Linked DNA regions of Mus musculus: region 1 is linked to region 2. Evidence: chromatin contacts called from public Micro-C data. All regions are on one chromosome and are shown on one strand. Each heading gives the region's core, a stretch centred on a gene start, on an enhancer-like site or on the middle of the called end of the contact. The rest is flanking DNA. Distances are from core to core; before and after follow the strand shown.

Evidence for each region. Hi-C and Micro-C count contacts between places; a contact is called where the count stands out from the background.
Region 1: a contact with region 2 is called in a Micro-C map of embryonic stem cells, with 1.8 times the contacts expected there. The contact joins the promoter of Cbln4 here to the enhancer-like site in region 2. A contact is called at or near these places in 1 of 39 promoter capture datasets (the HPC-7 cell line), 4 of 484 Hi-C or Micro-C datasets (embryonic stem cells, nephron progenitors and trophoblast stem cells) and 3 of 9 other capture datasets (adipose tissue, liver and pancreatic islet).

The regions. Positions count from the first base shown.
Region 1 is chr2:172,038,895-172,045,347 of GRCm38.p6, reverse strand. It overlaps Cbln4 (cerebellin 4 precursor protein), which reads left to right and starts at 1,882. Exons shown (of 3, transcript NM_175631.3): 1 at 1,882-3,331; 2 at 6,258-6,374. The coding sequence starts at 3,050.
Region 2 is chr2:171,982,804-171,989,328 of GRCm38.p6, reverse strand. No RefSeq gene overlaps it. Among named protein-coding and RNA genes, the nearest start is that of 1700028P15Rik, 23 kb to the right of the region's middle. Within about 2 kb of position 3,053, at least 20 of the 459 cell types and tissues checked have an H3K27ac peak or open chromatin away from gene starts, as enhancers often do. A contact at or near this core is called in embryonic stem cells, where this site is marked.

The DNA.
Region 1 (6,453 bases), core at 633-3,132, 57 kb before region 2:
CCCAGCCCTGGAGCCAGGGAGATGGCTCAGCCAATAAAAGCTCTTGCTCTGCAAGCACGAGGGTCTAGCAAATTCCCAGAACTCACATGAAAAGCCAAGTGTGGATGCACGTGCTTATGACACCAGCACCAGAGAAGGGGGAGACAGGAGGCTTGCTGAGGCTGGCTGACGGAGAGCCAGCTCCAAGGTCAGTGAGAGACCCTGTCCCAAGGGAGTAAGGTGTAAAACAATAGGCAATAGAGCAGGACCACGTGCACATACACGAGTGGACACACACACAACATGCACACACACATGCCCACACATACACATATGCACACACATGCATGTACACACACAATGGAACATGCACAGACATTCACATGTACACACATGCACACATATATACACATACATGCACACACATACACACATGCACACACATGCATGCACACACACAATAGAACATGCATAGACATATACATGTACACATACACACATGCACACACATACACACATGCACACACATGCATGCACACACACACAATAGAACATCCATAGACATATACATGTACACATACACACATGCACACACATGCATGCACACACAATAGAACATGCATAGACATATACATGTACACATACATACACACATACATATGTGCATATACATTTACACACACATACACATACATTTGCACACACATGCACACATATGTATACACACCCACACCCACACACACCACGGAAGTGCCACAGGCACTGCAATGACTAGTGATCAGTGTTTGAATAAGGACATCAGAAAAGGTCAGATGAGAAACTATATGAAGTTTACGGTGGTGTCAAGGTGGCACTCTCCTAAAGGCCTGGCAAGCTTTTCTGTTTTTTTTTTAGAGCTTCGATGAAAGATATGCAACATTGTTACAAATAGCATAGCCCCAGAGCCCCAGCAACTCACAAGCTGCACTGACTACCTCCCTCAACTGTGTTTCCAGACAGCACATCTTTATATCACTATAAGAAGTTGGGGCTAAGGATCAACCCTAGGGGCATCTTGTATCTTAATACTTGGAATTTCAGCATGAGCTTGCGGCACACATTCCCTTGGAGAACCTTAGGAGATCAGACTAAAGATGTAGGTCTGTCTGGATTCTGCAGAGGAAGAGCTCGAACGCCATTCCAAGAACGCACAGGACCATCTGGGAAGCTTAATCTGACCCAAGGACATGACTCAACCTCTAAACAATTTGCAACCAGTACGTACTAATCAGGAGGTCTGAGTGGCTGGTGGCTTCCACAGGGACGTTGTTTTGATTAGAGAATAGCTGCACTGTTCTCCTGCAGCTGAAGTCAAGAGAAGTCAACAAGGAATTTGGGAGTGTCCTGACCCCAAAGAATACTGAACCAGAAAGCCGGGGCCCTTAGTTTGGGTAGTATTGGCCACTCATTAAGGTCTTGGTCAGGTTCATGCAGCCAACTCCAAAGCCAAGCTCTGCTTCCCCGCTTCCCTTCCGTGGCTTCCGAAAAGGAAAATAAGTTGCCAGTCAGAGGCCAAGATGGCAGTGGAGTGCACAGGGGAGGAACATCAAAGAGGGAGAGGGTGCAGTACTCTCGGGGTGTGCATTTTAATTGTTACATTTAAGGGATACTGTTCACTATGATTGTTCCTGCCCCTGATTGGGATGGCTGCACAGCGTGAGAAGGCGAGCCCCAGTGGGTTCCGAGGCTCATCCTCTTGAGCAGAAGAAAAAAAAACAGGCGCCTCCTCCACACCCGCCCCGCCCAGGGCACAGAACTGCCCCCGGGCTTTTCTGGGCTCTCCAGGCTCGAGGGTTACGTGGGACAAGCTCCTGACCAGGCGCAGTTGGGGGACACTGGCTGGTCCTCTTAGCGTCAGATAGCAAACCGCGCAGATTCGCCGAGGTCCTTCCATCTCCACATCTGAGCTGGCAGCGCCACGTTCGGTTCAGAGAGTCTTGCGCAGGGCAGGGTGAGGGGACCCACAACTCCCTCTGCGGGTCCAGGTGGAGCTGGCGGCGAGCAGCCGCGGACCCCTGGCAGGTGCAGGCAGGTGAGCATCATCCTCTGGGTACACAAAGTGCGATTTCGGGGGGATCAAGTGACCTCAGACCTTGGCAGCCGGCAGCGCCGTGCGTCCCGCTCTGTCCGGGTGCGTTCAACGTCACACAGGCGCTGCTCCGCTGGGGTCAACGGACGCCTTTTCTGCTTTCCGGGGATCCACGGGATGAGCGGGCGAGCCAAAGCCATCTGCAGGCAGCACTCCTATAAATAGCGCGCGGGTGCCCTCTCGGCGCTGTCCCTCCGGCTGCACTGCACGCTGAGACACAAAGTTGTGCGCAGGGACGCGGGAACCCAGGGCAGTAGGCGCCCTGCACCTTAGAACTGCTTTTGGCGACGGGCACTCAGCTGCCGCCTACCTGCGTCGGAGTGACACCGGGCTTTGGGGGAATTTTTGACCAAGCGCAAGTGGAAGTCGCTAGCATCCTAGCCATGGACATAACCTGGCATTCTTCTCATCCCCGGAAACACCTCCTGCCTCTGTAATTTGTTCCTGCGCCAACCAGAGTCCCTCGGACAGGACCGACACCCGCACCGCTCGGCACTAGCCACCTTTGCTAGCGTTTACTCGCGGAGTCCCCTCTGTGTCTTCAGCTCTGTGCTTCACCAGGAGTGCTTGGGTTCGGGGTGAGAATTTATTTTGTTCTTTTGAGGTGTGACTGAGAGGGTCTGGAGACTTTTTAGATGTCAAGGGACAAGTGTGGGTGCCGTGGCCCCAGGCAAAACTGATTTGGGGGTGGAGGAGTTAGGGTAGGAGTTCTGCATGAGCTCCTTAAAGGACAAAGGTAACAGAGCCAGCCAGCCAGTTCGAAGGGAGACTTCAGTCCTGAGAATTGGTGGAAGTGCGCGCGCCGCTGCTGCCGCCGCCGCCGCTGTTCCTGCAGCGCTGTCGATCTAGCCACTGGCGTCTTCCCGAGCTCCCGGATCCCGGGGTAGCAGGCGCCGCCTGGGAGCAGAAGCGCCAGGCTGCCGCTTGCGCACGCGGCTCACCATGGGCTCCGCGCGCCGGGCGCTGTCCGTGGTACCAGCCGTTCTGCTGATTCTAGTGCTGCCTGTCTGGGCACAGAATGACACGGAACCGATCGTTCTGGAGGGCAAGTGTCTGGTGGTGTGCGACTCGAACCCAGCTACAGACTCCAAGGGATCATCATCTTCCCCTCTGGGGATATCGGTCCGGGCAGCAAACTCCAAGGTGGCTTTTTCGGCGGTTCGGAGCACCAACCACGAGCCATCTGAGATGAGCAACAAGACTCGCATCATTTACTTTGATCAGGTCAGACTCCCGAGGGATGCAGAGCGCATATGGGGATGGGTGGTCTCTGGGTATCGGGGGCTGCATGCCCAGATTCAGCTAATATGAATAGGATGTGGCGAGATCGTTTTATCAACTGACGGTATCAGTTTGAAACTCAGAGCTGCCTCCCTTCCCCAGCAACCACAGCCTCCATTCAGTCCCGTAGTCTTTGGCACAGGCCTGCGCGGTGGGTGGCTTGGGAGCGCAGAGGAAAGCACCTGGAGATACGACAAGTTTAACAGCAACAGGTCATCAGGGGCTGAAGGGAATACTGTCCCTGGATGCTGAGATCTATTGGTAGAGAAGTTGGGCCTCTGGCTCAGACTTATCAGCAGGTGCCCTGGAGGCGTTTCTGAGGGGGCCCTATTAGACAGTCTGAATTGTTTGACTTGTGTTTCCAGGTGGAGGCTCATCTCTCCACAAGGCTCTGGGGTTCCACAAGGTGCAGGGACCCTTCCAAGTAGACACAGATGATTAGGGGTGTGGTTCTGGGGGGGGGGGGGTCAGAGACCATCTCCAGATCTCTAGCTAGGGTGACTCCGCAGGGTCCAGGGTAGCTGGATTAACACCACCCTGCCTGGTAGAGATCAAAAGCCTTTCTCACTATTGCTCCACTCAGAAAAGTTGCCCAGGCAGGAGGAAAAAGGATGGAGTAATTGCATAGAGCTTGGGCAGGTAAGCGCTGGGGGCTGGGTTTCCCTTTCTGGTTCCCCCAGGGCATTGTAATTTGCTGAGAAAGCACAGATTTTGAGGTAGCAGCCAGGGGATGGGGCTGAAACTGATGAAAGCTGCAGCTTCTGCCCAGCTGCTCAGGGCTCTGTAGACAGGAGTGACGAGCAATCCCTGGGATTCAGCTTAGCAAAGCCCTGACTCCTGCATTTTGGTTCCAATCCCAACAGTACCAGGAGTCTGTCTTATGCCAAAGTCACACAGTTCACAGTTGTATGCCGAGTCCCGCAGGCGGGTTAAGCGGGGCTTCGGGACATGCCAGGAAAGACTCGGGGTGACGTTCGTGCTCTTGACTTAATTCTAAGTAAGACACTCGCCAGCTGGCTAGAGACAGAGATGTCTCCCTAGAGGCTTAGAATGGGATAGCTATAATTTTAAAAAAATGAATTAAGTAATCCCTTTAGAGATTTTGGTGCAGTGTTTAACAAAGTGATGGAGAGGGAGCCTAAGGCCAGCCTGGTCTGTGTTTTAGCGCATTATCTAAATGCTGAAGCCTCGTGGACATTGTGTTATCCTTGTCTGGGGCATTCTTTTCAATGTCCTTCCCACCAATTAGAACAGGAAAGGGGTTTTTCTTTTGTTCTGGGAGCCGTGCATCTTTGAGACAACAAGACACACTTAGTTATAAATCTTGACGTGCTTGGATGCTTCTATTACCCTGCAGAGTCCGCGGCTAGCTTCGTGTTTACTGATCAACAATAATTGGCACCTCTACTTTGTTAATAAAGGATGCCTCTTGTGTCCGAGTCTCCCAGTCTTGGCTAAGCACTTTACATTATTCTAACGTGCTTGGCAAAAAGATGTTTTGTCAGGCCATTGTGCACAGCTGGTGACGGGGCTTTAGAAAGTCCATCTGGTCACACGTCAGAGGGCAGAGAGCTGATACTTATGGTGAGAAGCTGGGATCTCACACCTCGCACAGATCTGTATTTCAAGGCAGGGCTGAGACCGGTGCATTTACCTAAGTGTTCTGACGTTCTGGCGTGCTGTAAAGAGGCAGGGTGCACTTTGAGGAAATGAAGCAGGAAGTACGAAATATGTTAATCTTGACAAGATGATGATGTTTGAGACAGATAACAGCAGACTGACTCTAATAAGCAGGAAATATATCTTTGGAGACACATCTGATTGTTATGGATTTATTTCTTGGTGAGACATGAAAGAAAGCTTCCTTGTTTTGTTTGGGCTCTTATGCTCTCCCAGGAAGGGACGTACCTCCGAGACACTGAGATTTGACTGAGAATGTACAGAAAATCAGAGTTAATGTCACAACCAGGCCACACACTGGAACACAAGGCACATTGTGGCTTTCTTAGAAACAACGGCTAACTTAACTTTTCACTTTAGACCCTTGAGCTTCAGATAGATTTCAGGTGGCTGATAGGAAGATAAAACAAGACACGGGAGAGCACGGAAAGGCCACCCGGTTTACTGTCCACATGTATGCCCTTCTCTTGGCACCCAGCCAGGGCTGATTCATTGCCAGTGTATGATATTAAGGCTTAGATGGCACATAAGCAAAAAAAAAAAAAAAAAAAGCCATCGGTCTGAGGACAGCTCTGGCAGAGGCTAGGGGAAGAACCTGGCTTTGCCATCTCTGTGGCCCCAACTTGTGGTGCCATGGACTAATGCCCCATGGTAGGGAGGATAACATGCCTCTGTGGTGTGTCCAGGGATTACTGCAGGATGCCGATTGGCTGGCTGGGTAACGTCCCTTCTGGACGTTGGGAAGGCGCATGGACTGTGGAGATGGAACCGAACAGCAGACATCTTCCCTCCGATTCTCAGTGAAAGCTAAGACAGACCTTCACATGGTACTCTGGTGATCCCAGACACCTCGGCCTGGAAACTGACACCTGAATGCAACACAGTCATTGTATTTATTTACCTTTTTCCCCTGTGCTATTTAAAAGGTAGAAGACGCTTCCAGTATGCACTTTTATTTCCAAGTCACTTAACAAGAAAGACATAGGATTAGCTGTTTTATTCTCTATTGTTTCTGAAGTTAGTTATTTAAAAAAAAAAAAAAAGGGAAGAAACAGGAGAGAGAAAAAAAAGAGAGAAGGGCCATATAAAGAAATGGGGAGGGGAGGAAGAAGAAGGGGAGGAGGGAGGGATTTATTGTACTCATGGGAGGAAACTACAATTTTCTGTTATTTGTTGCTTTTTATTGCAGATCCTGGTTAACGTGGGTAATTTTTTCACATTGGAATCTGTCTTTGTGGCACCGAGGAAAGGAATCTATAGTTTCAGTTTTCACGTAATTAAAGTCTACCAGAGCCAAACCATCCAGGTACATCCTCCCATTGAGTGCTCCTTGCCTCTGCAGGGTGTACTTGCATTGTAAAGATAGTTGTCTATCTTTTCTGTTT
Region 2 (6,525 bases), core at 1,804-4,303:
TGGAGTCAGGAATGACCGTACCAGCTCTGCCATCCGCACAAGGTGTGGGGAAGGAGGTTGGTACCAGCTGTCCTCTACCCTTCCTGCTGCTTTAGTGATGGGGTGAGGCTGAGGACCAGCCTCTGCAGGGTCCGTGTAGCAGAGAAGGGGACCATCACAGAAGAGAAGGGCTTCCCGAGCCCCTGCAGCTCTGTGGCTTCATCTGAGTACTGATCTGCTCCTGTTACTTGCCTGTTACATTTCCCGCAGAAGGTCAGCCAGACGGCAACAGGCTTTCTGTCTGTTTTGTTCTCTGCAGCACATAGAGTGGCGTCTGACACACAGTAGGTGCTTCCAACTATCATTTGAATCAGTTAATGAATTTATTTGTTAACAACAACAACACTATGTGGCTGGAGAGATGGCTCCGTTAGTGCTGTGTTCAGCAGGAGGATATGAGTGTGATCTTTAGGTAAAATGCTGAGCGTGAAGGTGTATGCTATGGTTCCGGGGGCTCCAGAGGCGGGGACAGGCAGATCCCTGGGGCTCACCTGACACCCCAACCTAGCTGAAACTGTGTGCTCTAGGTTCAGCGAAAGAATCTGTCTCAGCACAGACAGGGCAGTCCTTGGGAATGGCGCCGGAGGCTGACCTCTGACCTCCACAGGTGTGCACACACACCTGTACACTCCGACCACAAATCCAAAGCTACGGCTCTTGGCTTTTATGGCCTCCCCCCCCCCCTTATTTAGTTTAGCTATTTATTTGTAGCTCTGCGATTCAGCTCTTGAGATAAATTCGCTGGGATCCTGGGATTTATTCTCTGCATTACAGTGTTCATCCCACTTCACTTTCGTTTAGAGATATGAAAATTGGCTGCAGCTAGCTCGTCCTCAATTCTTCTTTCAAGGCCATGCTCATCGCCATGCATCAGATTTAATGGAAACGCTAATAAAGGGATGGAAATGTCTCGGCTTATTTCATTACCATCGAAGCAACATAAAAGCCCGCACCTCCACGTAACTTAGATAACCCTGAAACTCTACCTCGGAGGCTTGTGTGGGAAACCTCGCCCCTCGGAGGCTTCCTGAGGGCTTCCTCTGAAGTCGAAGTTTGAAGAGAGCATCATTGCTTGACAATAAATATTTCCCAAGCAGTTTTTTGATGCCTGGCCTGGTCAACTTTTCCAAATATGAAGGCTTCATGCATTGCTTCTTACTCTCATTATTTTTTTAAACAGTGTCTTTTGTGTTTCAAGATGGCCTCAAAGTCACTATGCAGCCAAGAATAACCTTGAACTTCGGACCCTCCTGCCTCCACTCCCAAGTCCTGGGCCTATAGCTGTGCACCAACCACCACGCCTGGTTCCTGCAGGGTTGGGAATCACAGAATGAAGGACAGGCACTTTACACACTGAGCCTCACCCCAGGCCTCACTACTTTTAAAACTACTTTAAAAAAAAAAAGGTTTTTGTTTGTTTGGTCGATTGAGAAGTCAACTCTTCATGTCACCTTTTCAGCTTGGCTTTCCTGCCGATGTGTTTGCATGATTCATTGTGACTCCCATACAGGAGCACGCTTTATCATGTCTATTGGTGTTGGGGAGTTGGGACAACCCTACAGTCCTTAGCAATAGCTTCCCAGAGACTCACACCCCTGAGGCTGAAGTGTGGATGGAGCTGGCTGAGAAGGACACCCCTAAAGCTGAAGATAACATGCAGCCCTGCCGGCCCCGCTGGCCACAAGTTCCCTTTGGAGGAAGCAGGATGTAATTCCAGAGCCCAGTGACTGCAGACTGGAGTGCCTGGCCCCACCAGCCTTGGAGCCCCTGTGCTCTAAATCCCCATAAACTGATTACTTTGGTGTCTTTTCGAGTTTGGGGCTAATTTAATTGACTGCTGTGTGGAACCCCAGGAAAGAGGGTAAGAAAACCATTGAAGTCCTTACTGTTAAATAAAATCCACCGACAAATGTCGGCTGCTGAGGGCTTAGACAAACCTGGGTCACCAGCCAAGAGCTCACCCACAGCAATTGCACCCTTTGTCTGGCAGAAATCAGAAGTCCCAAGCTTCCCTGCTGGGCACCCCCTCCCCTTGTCTATGGCTCCAAGACACCCACACTGATTTTATTCTTAAAACAGCGTTTTGCAGCCTTCAGAAGTGTCATGCGTTCATATGTGGCTGCTCTTATTTGATCCGATCAATGCCATTGATTTCCCTTTAAATGCAAAGATTGCACAGTTCAGCTCTAATTGTGGATCTGGTGGGTTGCAAGGGCTGTCTCTGGGAGGCAGTTGTTTTAGTTTTCCTCTCACAAATCAGCCGTTATTGGTGAGCATGGGCTGGGCCTGACCTGCCTTTGTTAGCATTGTCCCTGTTTATGTAGGGCATGGCAGCCTCTGACCCCACAGGGGGCAATGCGCTTGTGCTGTGTGCACAATCAGCAGAAGGAGGCACATCAGCATTGACTATCCCGGTGAGGAGTTTGATTGAGTCCTAACTGAGGATTTCAGCAGGTTCAGCTAATTTGGCCTAGGGGATATTTTCCAATGGGTGTGGCCATATTTGTGTGTGTGTGTGCACGCGCCTGCGTGTGTGTTGTACAAACCTATGCCAGGGGCTAACCTCAGGCTCTACCTTGGCTGACTTTTAAGACAAAGTCTGTCACTGGCCTGGTCTGCAGTTCACCTATTAGCATAGGCTGGCTGACTATTAAGCCCCAAGCATCTGCTGGTCTCTCCACGCCCCTGGTGTGGGGATTACAAACAACATATAAACAAATGTAGCTGCCTTCCCTCAGGAATTAGGTTAAAGATGGGCAGTGGTTTGACAGGTGTGTGGGTTTACTAGCCCCTCCTTCCTCCTCCTTCTCTGCTTCCTCCTTATTTTGCCTTTTGATTATAACATTTTTGGGAAAAAATGTGCAGATCTGGAAATTATTATATTAAAAGAGGTAATCCAGGCCAGAGAAACAAATCCTAGGTGTCATTCTTGGAACCTAGCTTTTATTGTCATGCATGTGTGCCTGTGGCTGTAAGGAAAGGAATGCGGACCATGAGCAGGACGGGGTGGGGAGGGAGCTGGCGGCTGGTGGGCTGAGAAGAGAGAGAAGATGGTGAGTTCCTGTGCCCTGGAAGGGGGTGGAGTTGGGTGGAAGCAGCTCACAGGGGTTGGGGGTAAGGCTTTGGGGAGACAGAGAAGGGAGATCAAAACCAACAAAAATGGCTCAGTGAAACCTGATTCTTTGTTCGCTAATTATAAAACAGTAAAAACAGACAAAAAGGCAACCTTGTGTCCCAAGGCCCACTCCTCACAGCAGGGGTCCTATTTTACACTTTAGGATTAAAAGAGGCAGCTCAAAGAAAGCTGTAGAGCAGCCCAGCGCGCAGCGCAGCACAATCAGTCGAGAGAAATGTCAAGACAGGTGTCCCCAGAGACCTCCACCCTGTCCTCTCTCTTGGTTTTGCTTCTCAGATGGCTACTTCCCTGCCCACCTCCTTCCACAGGTGGAGTTGCTTTTATCATGTGAAGGGCCATGCCAGGTTTGGAGAGAGACTTTTGTTGTAAACACACTTGATAAGACATTTCCCCTAAACACACCCAAGAGCTCCAACAAAGAGCAAATCCCGTTTGTAGGATGTCTCTGGAGATGGGTCAGCAAAGTGACTTTTCTGTTCAGGAGATGGTGCTAAACTACTCACCTTTTGGGAGTCACACCGAGTTGGGCCCTTTCAGGGGACATGGTTTGAGTGCTGGCTTCTGGTCACCCTGCTCTCCAAGTGACCTGAGCTGTACTCTCCTGTATGAAGCACAAAGAAATCATGAGAAAAGTTCACTTTACCCTCCATTTTCTTTTTTTGAGAGGGTGAGAGCATACTCATGGATAGTGACGCTCTGAACGGAAAGTTTAACAGGTTGGTGAAGTAAAGGTTTGGTGGGCCCAAGGGCACCGAATGAATTAAGTGTTATGTCTTCCATGTCTTCGTGATTCAAACAGGCCTGGCAGGTGGTAGGTAATGGGGCCCAACAACTGGTGGTGAAGTAGAAGGGCCTTTGCCTGGCAAGATACATCAGTAAGCTTCGGACATAAGCCAGTGGGGAGCTGAAAAGATGTTCAGAGTGATATGGTTCAGAACCTCCTGGGGGGGGGGTGGAGGCACAGACCTAATAACCACACACAATCTGCTGTCATGGTGCTTTGCATGGGGACTGGGCAAACACAAGACACACCTGCTATATGGAAGCCACTATGGTGCTAGAGATCTATGAATGATGGAGTCACTGTGCGCCAGCTCCTCAGAGCTCAGCTCAGTGCAAAGGGATGAGGGCAGATGGTGGGAGGGAGGGATAAGGGCAGATGGTGGGAGGGAGGGCTGGGTTCTTTTAGCCAAGGCTAGTTCTTCCTAAGGAGTATGTGAAGAACTGGAAAGCTGAGCTTTTACATAGAAATTGAGCAGGAATGTTTCAGATTGTTAGATGACAGGATGGCAAAGGCATAGCTCTGCTCAGCAGACAGAACAGGGAAGAATGAAAAAAGCAAGCTGGGGACGTTGGCAGTACCCACATGGGTATTTGGTCCCTGCTGGATTGAAGTGTGGGAACGTGGAAAGCCGCTGGAGCAGTTGAACTGGAGTTAGAGCCGATGTCTGTGCCTGGAGGTAGCTAGCTCAGTTGGTAGAGTGCTTGCCTCCTGTGGGTAAAGCCCTGGGTTTGGTCTCCCTCACCACAGAAACAGTACATGGTAGTATGGTGATTGTAACCCCAGCATTCCGGAGGTAGAGGCAGGAGGATAGGAAGTTCAGGGCCATTCTTGGCTATGTTGTGAGTCTGAGGCTATCCTGTTTTGTATGAAGCTCTGTCTCAAAAATAAAAGCAACCATACAAAATGTAGAAGAAATTGGTGCCAATTACCTGCTCTAGGAAGGGGATTGAGCTGCCTTTTCCATCCAGGATGGAAGGTTGAAAGAGGACTGTCTTAGTCAGGGTTTCTATTCCTGCACAAACATCATGACCAAGAAGCAAGCTGGGGAGGAAAGGGTTTATTCAGCTTACACTTCCATACTGCTGTTCATCACCAAAGGATGCAGGACTGGAACTCAAGCAGGTCAGGAAGCAGGAGCTGATGCAGAGGCCATGGAGGGATATTCTTTACTGGCTTGCTTCCCCTGGCTTGCTCAGCCTGCTCTCTTATAGAACCCAAGACTAACAGCCCAGAGATGGTCCCACCCACAAGGGGCCTTTCCCCCTTGATCACTAATTGAGAAAATGCCTTACCTTTGGATCTCATGGAGGCATTTTCCCAACTGAAGCTCCTTTCTCTGTGTTAACTCCAGCCTGTGTCAAGTTGACACAAAACCAGCCAGTACAAGGACCATTAAAGAACTGTGCTCTTTGTTTCCTTGCTACTGTGGGATTAGCTTGCTACCCTGGGATGGAGAAACTTCATTTCCCCTTTAGTTCCTGGTTGTTATGGTTCCATCAGTTAATGAGGCGAGTGAGTGGAGCTTTATGAGAACCTTCCACACGTTCCTTTAAGGGCTTACTCTTCAGGGTAGGAGGAGACATCTTTACCTTTCCATTTTCTCCTCTCTCCTCCATGCTCCTTGCAATACAGATGTGAGCGTCTGAGCCCACACAGCTATCTTGTACTAGGCATTAAACTGGACAACGGAAGCTGTGTGCTATGCAGTGGGCAGAAAGAAATCGGCTCTGGACTCATGAACAGCAGTGTTGTTGGGGAACTTTTTCAGCAAAACCCAACCCTTCCGAGTGTACTAGATCTGTCTTCCACTTGCCTTGTAGCCTTGGTAAGCTTTAGTGTCCTCTGTTAAGCAAGGGAAACAACAGCACCTGTAGTAAATGTTTGTGGGGATGAAGATTGCTGGGGCCGGAGAGAGTGGAATCAGTGAAGTTTTGCTATCCAACCATAAGAGGTTGAGTCGGGTCTTTAAAAAACTGATCTGTGTAAAAGAGCTGGACATGTCCTCGTGTTATACACTCCCAGTTCCATGCTTGTGGGGCAGCAAAAGAAGTTCCTGGTCAGGCAGCCCAGGCTACTCCATGAGCTATAGGACGATGGGAGATTCTATCTCATTAAAACAAGGAGAAAGACTCCTGAGGAAGGATAGATCCCTGAGGTTGTCCTCCAACATCCCCATGTAAAAGACACATATAAATACATACCTGCACACACAGGAATTAAAGGTGTCCATGCATAGAGAGTAGTTAGGACATTATCTGTTGCTTGAAAAAGCTAACTCATACAGCGGAGCTTGAGAAAGCTCAGTTCTTTATAGACGGCTGTGGAGGAGGTGAGAAGCCGTGTCGCCTTCCAGAAGAGAGGGAAGGTGGGCATGAGGCATTTCAATGGAAACGAGGGCATCGGGGAGAAGAGGTGAAGGGCTAGAAGAAGAATCGTGGGATTATTAGTGGGAGTCCCACTTACCCCCCAAACTGAAACTGAAAAGACTGTGGTGGAAATTGGATGGGAACGTCATCAAGTATGGTTGTACCAGGCAGACAAGGAAAGAATCCAACATCCTTAGCAC